Linked DNA regions of Pan troglodytes: all the other regions are linked to region 3. The links are chromatin contacts, called in public Hi-C and HiChIP or PLAC-seq maps. All regions are on one chromosome and are shown on one strand. Each heading gives the region's core, a stretch centred on a gene start, on an enhancer-like site or on the middle of the called end of the contact. The rest is flanking DNA. Distances are from core to core; before and after follow the strand shown.

Region 1 (4,127 bases), core at 1,361-3,860, 170 kb after region 3:
GGCCAAGGCGGGTGGATGACCTGAGGTCAGGAGTTCAAGACCCGCCTGACCAACATGGAGAAACCCCATCTCTATTAAAAATACTAAATTAGCCAGGCATGTGGTGCATGCCTGTAATCCCAGCTATTTGGGGGGCTGAGACAGGAGAACTGCTTGAACCTGGGAGGCGGAGGTTGCGGTGAGCCAAGATCAAGCCATTGCACTCCAGCCTGGGCAACAAGAGCAAAACTCCATCGCAAAAGAAAAAAAAAGAAAGAAAAAAGAATGAGACTGAGCACACTCCAGTTCTTCCCATAGGGTCCCACCTCTTTCCAGGATCTCTGCCCCACTACATGCCCTAAGAGACCTTAAAAATCCCTCTTCACCACACCCAGAGGAGGGTACTTTGAGCATGAGCTTTTCCTTCTCCATTCCTTCATCAACAAATAGTTTCTGCACTGCTTAACGAAACTTGGTCTCATTTTATTGGCATGAACACCACCAGGCAGGTAAAGGACCCACTGAAGTCAAACGACTCCCCTTGAGAGCTGGTAACAGTAGCATTACAAGTCAGTGGGAAAAATTAAACTAGTCAATGAATTGTGTTGGGACAATTGGCTAGGCAAATAAAAATAGTAAGTAAAATCACACAAAAAATAAAGAAACTTAAAAAACAAAGCTAAAAGGCTGGGTGGGGTGGCTCACGCCTGTAATCCCAGCTCTTTGGGAGGCCAAGGTGGGTGGATCACGAGGTCAGGAGTTCAAGACCAACCTAGCCAAGATGGTGAAATCCCATCTCTACTTTAAAAAAAAAAAAAAAAGCCAGATGTGGTGGCAGGCGCCTGTAATCTCAGATACTCGGGAGGCTGAGGCAGAGAATTGCTTGAACCCAGGAGGCAGAGGCTGCAGTGAGCCAAGATCGTGCCACTGCACTCCAGCCTGGGTGACACAGAGTGAGACTCTGTCTCAAAAAAAAAAAAAAAAAAAAAAAAAAAGCTAAAAGCTAAAAGCTAAAAAAAAAAAAAAAAAACCATAAAGACTCTAAGAACCCTGGTGTAACCAAGAATTTCTTAAGACAACAAAATGAAAAGAGTGAATATATTTGAATACATCAATATGAAAAAAATCTCTGTCCAAAAGAAAAGCAAAAGAAAAAAATACCAAACACAAACCACTAATAGATGTGGAAATGTAATAGCCAACAGGAAGGATAGTTTGAAAGTCCACAGTAAAACTAAAAAGACATATTCCTTACACTACAGGAATTTAACTTGTAAGAATCTGCCCTGAAAAACACTTGCACGGGTATTCAGACATTTACACAGGTATTTACTAAAATATTCTCTGTAATAACATAATACTGGATTTAACCTACTTGTCCATCAATATGGCTAAATAAAAGTAGCATTTTTATAGGATGAAATACCATACAGCACCTAAAAGGAACATACTAGATCCTTATGCATCACCATGACTGTTCCACTATTCACCAGGTGGCCAGGCTGTGCTGCCAAGATTAAAAGGCCATCCAAGGAAGGGATAGCACATGATTTGAGGTCGCTGAGGACAGATACCAACCCGTCAGGCCCCAAGAGGTACAGCGTATACTTACAGCAAAAGGAGAAACAGAGAACAAGATCCAGCCTCCTGCAATGCAAAGATCCCCCACACCCAGCAGATCCACTCCACAGCTATAGGGCTGGTGTGATGCACACACCCCACTTAGTAAGGAAGAAAGATCTCAATCCACCCTCCCCACTCCTATGGGGTGTGAAATACAGAAAGCTGAGAGAATGAATGAAGGCCACTGACTTAAGAGATTAAACACAACAAAGGAGTACACATGAAGCCTGAAACAGTGAAAGACACAAGGCATTAAATGCAGCAGCACAGGCTGTGAGGGCTCTAACTCTGCAAGGAAATGTTCCAAGCTCAAGGTCACTCTTACATTCTTAACTTGGCAATGGGCTATTAAAAAAAAAAAAGACATTAAAAACTGTCAATTCTTCTTGTCTCCCAGTTTAGATATTCCTTCTTTCATTAATTTAGCAAACACCTTCTAGGAGCACCTACTATTTCCCATACACTAAGGTAACAGCAGTTAATAAAGCAAACAAAAAGCACTGCCCTGGCAAGGGGCTTATGGGAAGATAACCAATAAACAAATACATGCTATGTTAGACGGCGACAGGTGCCAGGAAGTGAAATAAGACAAGAAAAAGGGAGAAGTCTATGCCAGATGTTTTCAATGTCCTAAGATTTCCGGACGGTGGCTACTTTCACTTTTCTTCCACTTATCTAATTGTCTCTAATAAGTACGCTTTATTCGCATAATTGGGTGAAAAGATAAAGCCAGGAGAAACCGGGGATCTTCCAGATTCTCTGCCCCAGACGCCCGGGGGGCGAAGAGGTATGCCCTCGGCGCGGCCGGGCGGGACGGCCAGACCCCCGCCCCGGGTGCAGCCTCCAGGCCCGGCCTCGCCTGCCACTCTCGCACGCACAGCCGCCCCCGCTCCGCACCCCGCGCCCCGCCGGGCCGCTCACCGACTCCGCCGCCGAGAGACAATCATCCAAACGCCGCCACCGCAGCCGACCGCCCCGCGCCTACCTCCCAGCTTCCCCAGTTGCGCACGCGCGTCGCCTCCCCGGGCCCTCCGCGGCCTCTCTAGGAAACTGGGAGGGCCAACATCTCTGCTTCTCCCTGGGCCCAGGGCCGCTGGCGGCGGGCGGCGGGCGGCGGGCGGCGGGCGGCGGGCGGCGGGCGGCGGGCGGCGGGGCTTGTCCAACATCCTTCGCCTCCCTCCGCAGGACACTTGTCTTCCACGCTCTGATGCCCAGGCGCGCCCCAGACCTCTATCGGCTTTGGCGTATTATCCTACATCCCTCCCATCGGTTCTGCACGGCTGCCCTGGAGGCCTCTTTTCCTTCAGGGAAGAAAGGGATCCAAAGCTAGCGGTGAAAATAGAGCCAGCGGCCTGGCGCGGTGGCTCACGCCTGTAATCCCAGAACTTTGGGAGGCCGAGGCGGGCGGATCACGAGGTCAGGAGATCGGTGGCTAACACGGTGAAACCGCGTGTCTACTAAAAATAAAAAAAAGTAGCTGGGTGTGGTGGCCCGGCGCCTGTAATGGCAGCTACTTCGGCGGCTGAGGCAGGAGAATCTTTTGAACCTGGGAGGCGGAGGTTGCAGTGAGCCGAGATCGTGCCACTGCACTCCAGCCTGGGAGACAGAGCCAGACTCCGTCTCAAAAAACAAACAAACAAAAAAATAGGGCCAGCACATCCCCAAACATAAAACCCTTGAATGGAGAAATTCCCAAACAAGGCAATAAGCCCAGCACTGGCCGTGAGAGTTCATTATCCCCTTTTAAGTAAATGCTACAAGCCCTAGGCGCACTTTTGCAACTGTTCAAGGGTCATCAGGCTGCACATGACTGACCAAGACACTCAATTGCCCACTTTGGATGGATATACAGCTTTGTGGGAAAAACAGATAATAGAAATTACACAAATACATCAATGTCAAGTGGTTACGAACACTGTGTTGAAATGTAATTACGAACACTGTGTTGAAATGTAACAGAGTTATTTAATTGACAGCGACTGATGATAATGCTTGTATTTCTTCTGGTACTTTTCTGTATACTTCCGGTAGCTCATAACACACTGGCTGCCATGCATTGATTTGAGTTGCCCAAGGAAGTAGAGTCAGTAACTGGAATAGCCACTGAATCCAAATCTTTTGGTCTTTTCACTACGGTGCTTCATAAAAGCTCTCCCGTCCCACGTCCCTGTAGAGGGAGAGTTGGGGATAGCATGGCTCCTAGCTGAGATCCCAGAAGCTAGGGGTAGAAGGTTGTGGGCAGGATAGTGAGGAGGGCAAGATTCCAAGGAAAACTAAAATCCCTGCCCAGGAACGGTTACCACCTGGGAAAGCAGGAATGACCCAACGCATCAAGGCCCAGAGTGTACTCAAAGAACAACAGGTTAGGATAAGGGTCAAAACTCAGACCAGAAAGAGCATTAGCTGAGCTTGGTGGTGCGCGCCTGTAGTCCTAGCTACTGTGGAGGCAGAGGCGGAAGGATCGCTTGGGCCGGGGAGGTCGAGGCTGCAGTGAGCTATGACTGGGGCAGCGTACTCCAGCTTGG
Region 2 (3,884 bases), core at 1,034-3,533, 140 kb after region 3:
CAGGCTGGTCTTGAACTCCTGACCTCAGGTGACCCACCCACCTCAGCCTCCCAAAGTGCTGGGATTACAGGCATGAGCCACCATGCTCAGCCAGGTATTAAAGATTAACTTGGTAAGTGGCTCTTAAAAATCGAGGACATTTAATACTGTCAATTTTTATCTACCAATTTGGATTCCTTCTTTCATTAATTTGTCATATATTTATTGAGAACCTACTGTATGTTCCAGTACTGCCTTGAGGCGTCTATGAGGAGACAGATTCGTGGTATGCTAAACAGTGACAGCTGCTACATAGTAATATAAAACAAGAGGCGGGCACCGTGGCTCACGCCTGTAATCCCAGCACTTTGGGAGGCTGAGGCAGGCAGATCACCCGAGGTCGGGAGTTCGAGACCAGCCTGACCAATACGGTGAAACCCCGTCTTTACTTAAAATACAAAAATTAGCTGGGCGTGGTGGCACACGCCTGTAATCCCAGCTACTTGGGAGGCTGAGGCAGGAGAATCACTTGAACCCGGGAGGCGGAGGCTGCAGTGAGCCGAGTTTGCACCACTGCACTCCAGCCTGGGCAACAAGAGTGAAACTCTGTCTCAAAAATAAAATAAATAAAATAAACAAGGAAAAAGAAAATAAATTTAAGAATAGGAAGGAAAAAAAGAAATTCATAAATTCAATCTTACAGAACACCTAACAATTCGCCTGAGAGTCACAGAAATGTACTCTTTCACATTGTTTCTAATACAAAATCTTGAAAATTGCAAAATACAGTGTTATGTTTTACTATAGTTTACTCTCTGACATCGTAGACTGCTTATGCACTAATTCTTCCTGGATACCAGAAGCCACAGAAAACCTACCGGTGGAATACTTGCCATTTTTCATGCTTTTTGTCAGTTTCCTTTTTAAGTGCATACTGAGGTTTATCTTCAAAACATTCTCATCTTTTCGGCTTACAGTAAGACTTTTTTTTTTTCTAACCAAAATGTGTCTGCCTTTCATTAAGATAACATAAAAGAGCAGCCTAATTCTTTGGTCCCTGAATATGCACACACATGCATGCACACACACACACGCAGACACACACACAACACATGGAGGCTCTCTGAAACTGCTTAATCAAATTACTGCTCAAACCACTCCCTGGCACTTCCTTGCAAAACAACCAACCTAATACTGAGTTTTTAGTTTTGCACTACAAGCCGTTTGAAACAGAATAACATTCTTTCCTGTCCACCACTTTTAAATTCGGAAGGAGACAATACTCTGATCTCTTAGGCCTGTGCAAGTCAGAGTGTGCTACAATCGCTGCAGGTTAGAGCTCTGCCTTTGTTTAAAAACTGCATTTTATATACTAGTTACTTCATTGTGAAAGATAACCACCCTGACAAACAAGATTTTGCTATTTTTCTGCACAAATGTCACTTCACCATTTAGAGCTTCATGCAAATGTGTCTCCTACAGAAAATAAACTGCAAACACGATTTCTTAATTATCCTCGCAAAAAAAAAAAAAATGTTTTAGTGGTGTCATAATGCCAGCACTAATTTTAGCCAAAATAAGAACAAATGCATTCTACAAATTCAGGAGATTATAATTTTTAAAAAGCAGTAGTATGGATATACTTAATGTCACTGAATTACACACTTCCAAATGGTTAAATGGTAAACGTTTATGTATTGTATGGTAAATGTTATGTGTATTTTGGCACAATAGTGTTTCCTCACAATAATACTAACAGGTTTTTTAAAAAGCAAGAGCACGCTCTCATTTCGTAATATATATTTATGGATGTCAGTGTGCAGAATTATGCACAGATATTTTAAATGTCAGGAGGCCTGGAGACAGATTTCAGGATTGCGGCTACTTTTACTTTTCTTTTACTTTCCCGTGTTATCTAATTGTCTCTGATAAATACGCTTTATATGCAGAATTGGATGAAACGAGAAAGCCCGGAGAAACCCGGGCTCCAGATTCTCTACCCCGGACGCCTGGGAGGCAAAGAGGTTCTAGATACGCCCTCAGCGTGGCGGGGGCGGGATCCACCGCCAGACCCCCGCCACGGGCGCAGCCTCCAGGCCGGGCCCCGTCCGCCGCCCGGGCAGGCCCGAGAATGCCGCGGACTTCGGGGAGCCCCGCGCCCGCAATGCCGCCACCCCCACCCCCGCGCCCCGCCAGGCCTCTCACCGACTCCCGCCGCCGAGCGACAATCGGTCCACCCGCCGCCACCGCAGCCGCCCGTCCCGCGCCTACCTCCCGGCGGCTCCAGTCGCGCACGCGCGTCGGCGCCCGGGGCCCTCCGCGGCCTCTCTAGGAAACTGGGAGGCCCAACGTCTCTGCTTCTCTCCGGCTCCAATGCGGCGGGCGGCGGGGCTTGTCCAACATCCCTCACCTCCCTCAGTTGGACACTTCCCTTCCACGCTCGGATGCCCAGCCGCGCCTGTTTTCTTGCATCCTTCCTGTCGTGTCTGCGGGGCTGCCCTGAAGGCCTCTTTCCCTCCAGGGAAGAAAGGGATCCAAAGCTAGGGGTGAAAATAGGGCCAGCAGTATCTAGCAGACTGGTCCTGGCCAGGAGAAGGGGTTAAGGAAGCCACTCATTCTTCGCCTGGGTACACTTCAAAGAGGGGAACCAGATCCTACGGGAAGCTAGGTGCCAGAACTCCTGCCTTTCCAAGACGAGCTCATCCCCATCATCACCATACCCAGGAATACTTGTTCATAGCCAGCTCAGAGGTGCACCATACTTTAGCTTCCCACGGCCTTCACTCGTTTTCTCCTGTGGGTGAATTCTAACTAGGCTCGCCTGGTGAGTGAACAATGATGCCATTGCCCAATAATATGTGGAATCTGGGAGGAGTAGGTTGGGGGTAGGGGGTGGAGGGGCTGCTTGAAGAGGAGGTGAAGCAACCTGGAGAGGTTGCCCACCCCCTGTAGGAGCAAATGTCATCTATTGCCAGTGCCAGAGAACCTTGAGGGTGCACAGCCAAAGCCATAAGGCCATCTGCTGCCATTGGAGGGCATGCTACAAGCTGCTGTCCTGGTAGTCCTCTGGTTTGTGCTTCCTAGTGGCAGGCTGCAACATGTTGACGATTGATCTTTCAGATGGGCATTGATGATGCCCATTTGTGCCCTGAGGCTTTGCTTTACTCATCTGATCCACCCCTTTTTAATGCCCCAGTCACCAAAGATGGAAACAGAGAATAGATCTTGAACACCAGGAAGACGGTGACGAGGTGATAGAGAAACAGATGGCACATTCAAACAAGGTAAGTGGGGAGAGTTCACAAGGGGCGATTTACACAAAGTGGACAGGGTTAAGGAAATGCAACACGGAGTGGTGCAGAATCCCATGGCTAGCAACATTTAGAAGCTATTCTCACCCCTAGGAGCAGGCCATCTGAGAGAAACTGTGGCTTTCAGTTGAGGGCTACATCCAAGCCATAGTCCAGCACAAAGGAAGCTGAGGTAATAAATAACCTGAACCCAGCTTTCTTCTGATCTCCTGCCAGGGCTTCCCATTGGCCCAACTCAACTGGAAGCCAGAGGGCAATCCAGGAAACTCAGTCTCCCAAGTGTCACAGCAGGGCTGAGGACTGAGACTGAATATGGAGGGGCAATTGGAAAATATCCAACACATACAAAAAGGAAAATAGAAACTGCTTGTCAATGCCTAATTTGTCCATTAATTTCCACTCGATATAATGTTCTTGAGTGACTCAGAACCACCCATAGTGGTGAGAAGAGTTTTCAAGTTTTGTTTGAGAACAAAATTTTCCCATCATAGAAGAGTTTGAGCAGGTTCTCTGTGTTTGGGATGTACTTACTGGATGTTTTTCAACGTGATAGGTGGTTAGCATGGATAGCACCCACATTTAGTGTGATCAAAC
Region 3 (4,189 bases), core at 250-2,749:
CCTTGCTCTCGCCCTCACCCTCACCCTCGTTCTGCAGGATCCCCTTGTCAGGTAGGTTGGTGAGACTGTGGCTGTCATAGCCTAGAAGGAAGAGATGGCCCCCCCTTCATGAGGGAGGGACACTCATTCTTCCAATTTGCAGTGAGGACAGGGTCCCAGGGATGGCTTGCAACCTGGAGGTTTGGGACATTCTCAACTTCAGTGTCCTTAAAGGCTGCTTTTAATAAAGTACAAAAGGGAGTTTGTGGGCCTTGCTCTAATTTTTGGAGTTTTTGTCTGATGTCTGGGGAAGCCTGACTTATAAAATGTACGGCCAGAAGGGATTGGCCCTCAGGGCTTTCAGGATCTAAATCTGTATATTTATGCATGGCCTCCATTAGTCTAGCTTGGAAAAGGGAAGGGTCCTTGGTCCTGAGTGATCTCTCATAATTTAGAAAAATTAACAGGTTTTATTTCATTCCTTCCAACAAACATGTTATCATATAATCTTCTCTTCCCCTGTCTCTGTTTGGGCTGGCATTGGCAGCGTGGTATTGCCAATTGGGTTCTGTGTTGGGGACAGCTTCTGCCCCGGCTCTATTATTAGGATTGCCAACATGAGCTTCGTCTGCCCAAACTCGAGCTAAAGACCGTGATTTTTTCTTCGTGGGAACAGCAAATAGTTAATACCACAAATGTGTCTTGCCAGGTTAAATCAAAGGCAATAAAGCCCGAAATTCTTGAATGAACTTAGAGGGATCCTGGCTAAATGAACCCAACTTGGATTGAATTTGCCAAAGTTCAGACAATGGAAAAGGGACATGAACTCAAATTGTTCCCAAATCTCCGTTTGCCACCTTGTGGAGAGGCATAACACTTGGGGGATTTTCTGAGGACTTTGTACTAGTGGCATATGCAACTCCTGTGCAAGTATGTGAGGGTGATAAAGTATCTGGATGGTAGGGGACGGGTTGATTGGGACATGGAGCAGATGGCAAGGGGTGCACAATGAGTTTTGACATGCGTGCATTACGGAGATGCATAGAAATTCTAGTTACTTTTAAATTTGGAGGGAAGAAGTCTGGTACCAGATGCTGGCTTTAGGTAACAGGGAAGTCTAGTTACCTCTAAATTCTTCAGGTAAGGAGTTTCTGCCTAAGGATGGTCTGCTTCATGGCCACCAGGTGATCTTTGCTTTCAATTCTATTGGCTTGATTTCATCTGTGGCAGTTTCTGGGGGGAATCAAAGTTATAGGAACAAAATAAAACTAACAGTAAAACTTTCATGCTGACTGGGGAATGCTTAACGTTTAAAAATAGGTGCTGAAGGGGCCAAAGCAAACAACACAAGCCGGAAAAGAAATGTTTAAAAGTTAGCTATATTTATACAAGGAAAACCAAAAGAAATACTTAAATGAGACTTTTAAAATTCGAGGCTCTCCACTGAGACTTGTTCCCTGGCGCCAGCTCTGGGAGTTCCGCAGAGCCTCGCCCCCTGCCAGGGCGCCCGGGGCGAAGGACCGCACGGCGCATGCGCGCGTCCTCCAGCAGCCCCTTTCCCCTTCTTCCCCAAGATCCAGCGCGTGCTCGGTTGCCCTTCTCCGTTCCTTGCAGGCCCTTGGGTCAGGACCCACCACCTGCCGGACCATCATTTTCCGAGTCCCTCCGGCCTAGTCGGAGTGCTCGCTCGCGCCTCCTAAAGCTTTCAGCCGAGCGCGCCGAGACCCCTCAGGGCGGCCGGTAAGAAGGCGGAGGGGCGGGGGCTCAAAGCGCGCGGGGAAGGTGCAGCAGTCACCAGGGTGCTGACGTCAGCTAGAGGCAGGGCACCGCGGAAGGTTGAATCCACGCCCTGGCTGTGCGCAGGCGCCGTAGGGGGAAGGCCTGGCACGCTCCAGCCAACCAGGGCGTCACCTGCAGCTCGTCCCCCTGCCCGGGCTTGCCTCGAGCGCCCTGCCGCCGCCGGAGCGGGGAGGGTGTTGGGGGCAGGTGGAGCCGGGAGGGCCCAGCTGAGAATTCAGGGTTGGGGGCTCAGAGGGCACTGCGGCTAGGAGCCCGTCAAAGCCTGTCGCCCACTGGGGCGAGGGCAGGTGGGAGAGCCTGGCCGTGCGTCGCGCGCTGGTTGGCCGGCTGACGCCCCAGTGCGCATGCGCGTCCGAACAGCCCTGCGGGCGGAGCGACTGTCCTCCCTTCTGGTGTACTGGGTGGGAGGTGGAACTAGTCGGACAAAGCCCTCGCGTCGGACCCTTGCCAGAACTGTAAGGAGCAAGAGGGGAGGGGCTCCGGTGGTGCATTCATGCTCCTCTAGGGGGGAAGCGGGGTCGGAGGGGAGTGCTCAGAGCCACCTTAGCGCAAAGTGCTAACTTTTGAATTGAGGCAGTGCCAGGGGACGCAGTATCCGCATCGCATCTACATTTTAACTCGCTGTGAAATGAGAACGCAAAGACGATTTAGGTTTTATTGTTTCCGACTTATATTTTTCCGAGGTCTTTGATTTACGGGAAATCGTTACGTACTAAATCTCGTATAGCAAGAGATTTAGAAAAGGAAGCTACAGAATCTAGGCTAATTTATCTAATAGCATTTCCTGCTTTTGCTCTTTTTCTTTGCCTTTTTCCCCCTACTCTAAGAAGTTCATATTCAACTGAAAAGCCATGAAAATTACCGCTTTTGTCCCTCCTTGATATAACAAACTGCTTTCAGAAACCGTACAAGATAGTCACTAAGGGAAGTCACAGTTCAAATGAGAGTGGCATGATATTAATTTTGTTAAAATAAATTACTTTCAAATAAAAGTTGTGCCAAATGGTCAAAGCTCAATCCTGAGAGCTCTATTTGGCACACACTCGGTGTTAGTTGAAAGTAAGCAAAACAAAACCGTTTTTCGTGTACTCTTCCATAATTTGGATTTTTCACTGATTTACGTATCTTTCCACCAAATTTGGTTTGAAACTGCACAGATTTAATGCCTCACTTAGAACAGATTTTAGGTAAAATTAGAAATTTTCACTTTATGAAACAGAAACTAATATCACTATTAAGTAGATTAAAGTAGTCATTTACAATGGTTTGTAAATAAATTTTATCCTTCCCGGTCCTCTGCCCCCTTCCAGGAAAGGCACCATTTCCTTAGAGAAGACCTTCCTGAGCTCTCCCCGCCCCATTCCAAGTGTAGCGTCTGGGAGTTTCTCATATTCTGTGCATGTTTGTATTATTGCATTTACTGCGTTGTTTTATACTTATCTGCTTGTGTCTGTTTTTACACTCCCCCCTCCCTCTAAAAGTCTTTTGAGTGTTAGAATTGTCTTAATATTTTTCTAGTCCCAATGCTTTACGCAGGACCTGGCCCGTAAGTGGTGATGAATGGGTGAGTTAAAGACTCAGTATGCCTCCCGAGTGTGATAAGACAGTGCAACCTCTTCAGTTATTTTATAGCATTTTCCAAGTGGAAGTATAGTGGGCTAAGTGCAGTATGGACAGGAACCACCTATGTAAGAATTTATCTGAAGACGAGAAGCCTGCGGTTGATGTGGATGTCCCAGACTTTTGGAGCTAGTGTCTGAATGAGAGCACCCAACTCTACTCTGAAGCAATGTGTCTTCAGTCAGCTGATAGTAATTTGATTTTCTGTGTAGCTAGTCCTGAAAGAGGAAGAACATTAGATCTGAATCTTCTAGTTGTCTTAGCAGTTATAATCTCAAAGTAAATTTACAGATTGACATTCTAGTTATCAGGCCTTCTAATTTAGCTTCCCCAAGGCCCACGTATTTCTGTCTTGAAGTGATAAAATTGGGTTCTGTTCTTACAAGGTTGAAGACTAACCCAAGATCTGGGCGTTGTGAAGAGGCAGGCAGCCATGCCTGCCAACCTGCTGGACATTGTCTCTACTTAGAATTTTGGTTTTTTTAATCTGAAAAGTACATAAACCATACAGGAAACAAAGAACTAATTCAAGCAAAAACTTGAAATCCTCCTTTGATTTTTAGCATAAATTGGGTAGCTAAAGATCCAAGTTTGTATTAAATAATTATTTTTAAAGAATTAAAGCTTAAACATTAACAGATGCCCCAGAATCCTCTTTGGTGATAGAATCAGGATTCCCTAATACAGTGGTTCTCAAACCTGAGTGTGCATCAGAATCCCTGACAGTGTGTTAAAACAGATTCCTCCATCCCACCCAGATTCTGATTCTGCAGGACTCGGATGGGACCTG

The links. Hi-C and Micro-C count contacts between places; a contact is called where the count stands out from the background. HiChIP or PLAC-seq counts read pairs in DNA pulled down with a chosen protein or histone mark.
Region 1: an H3K4me3 HiChIP or PLAC-seq map of stem cell-derived excitatory neurons shows a contact between it and region 3, with 2.2 times the contacts expected there. The contact joins the promoter of ZNF852 here to the promoter of TCAIM in region 3. A contact is called at or near these places in 1 of 7 Hi-C or Micro-C datasets (stem cell-derived neural progenitor cells) and 1 of 1 datasets of contacts at active chromatin or transcription factors (stem cell-derived excitatory neurons).
Region 2: a contact with region 3 is called in a Hi-C map of stem cell-derived neural progenitor cells, with 1.8 times the contacts expected there. The contact joins the promoter of ZNF445 here to the promoter of TCAIM in region 3.

Annotation. Positions count from the first base shown.
Region 1 is chr2:48,506,112-48,510,238 of NHGRI_mPanTro3-v2.0_pri, forward strand. ZNF852 (zinc finger protein 852) reads right to left here and starts at 2,611. Exons shown (of 4, transcript XM_054680617.2): 1 at 2,524-2,611.
Region 2 is chr2:48,473,417-48,477,300 of NHGRI_mPanTro3-v2.0_pri, forward strand. It overlaps ZNF445 (zinc finger protein 445), which reads right to left and starts at 2,284. Exons shown (of 8, transcript XM_063806736.1): 1 at 2,185-2,284. It overlaps LOC104005537 (a long non-coding RNA gene), which reads left to right and starts at 2,299. Exons shown (of 3, transcript XR_678917.5): 1 at 2,299-2,803; 2 at 3,176-3,263.
Region 3 is chr2:48,334,088-48,338,276 of NHGRI_mPanTro3-v2.0_pri, forward strand. TCAIM (T cell activation inhibitor, mitochondrial) reads left to right here and starts at 1,500. Exons shown (of 11, transcript XM_516398.7): 1 at 1,500-1,719.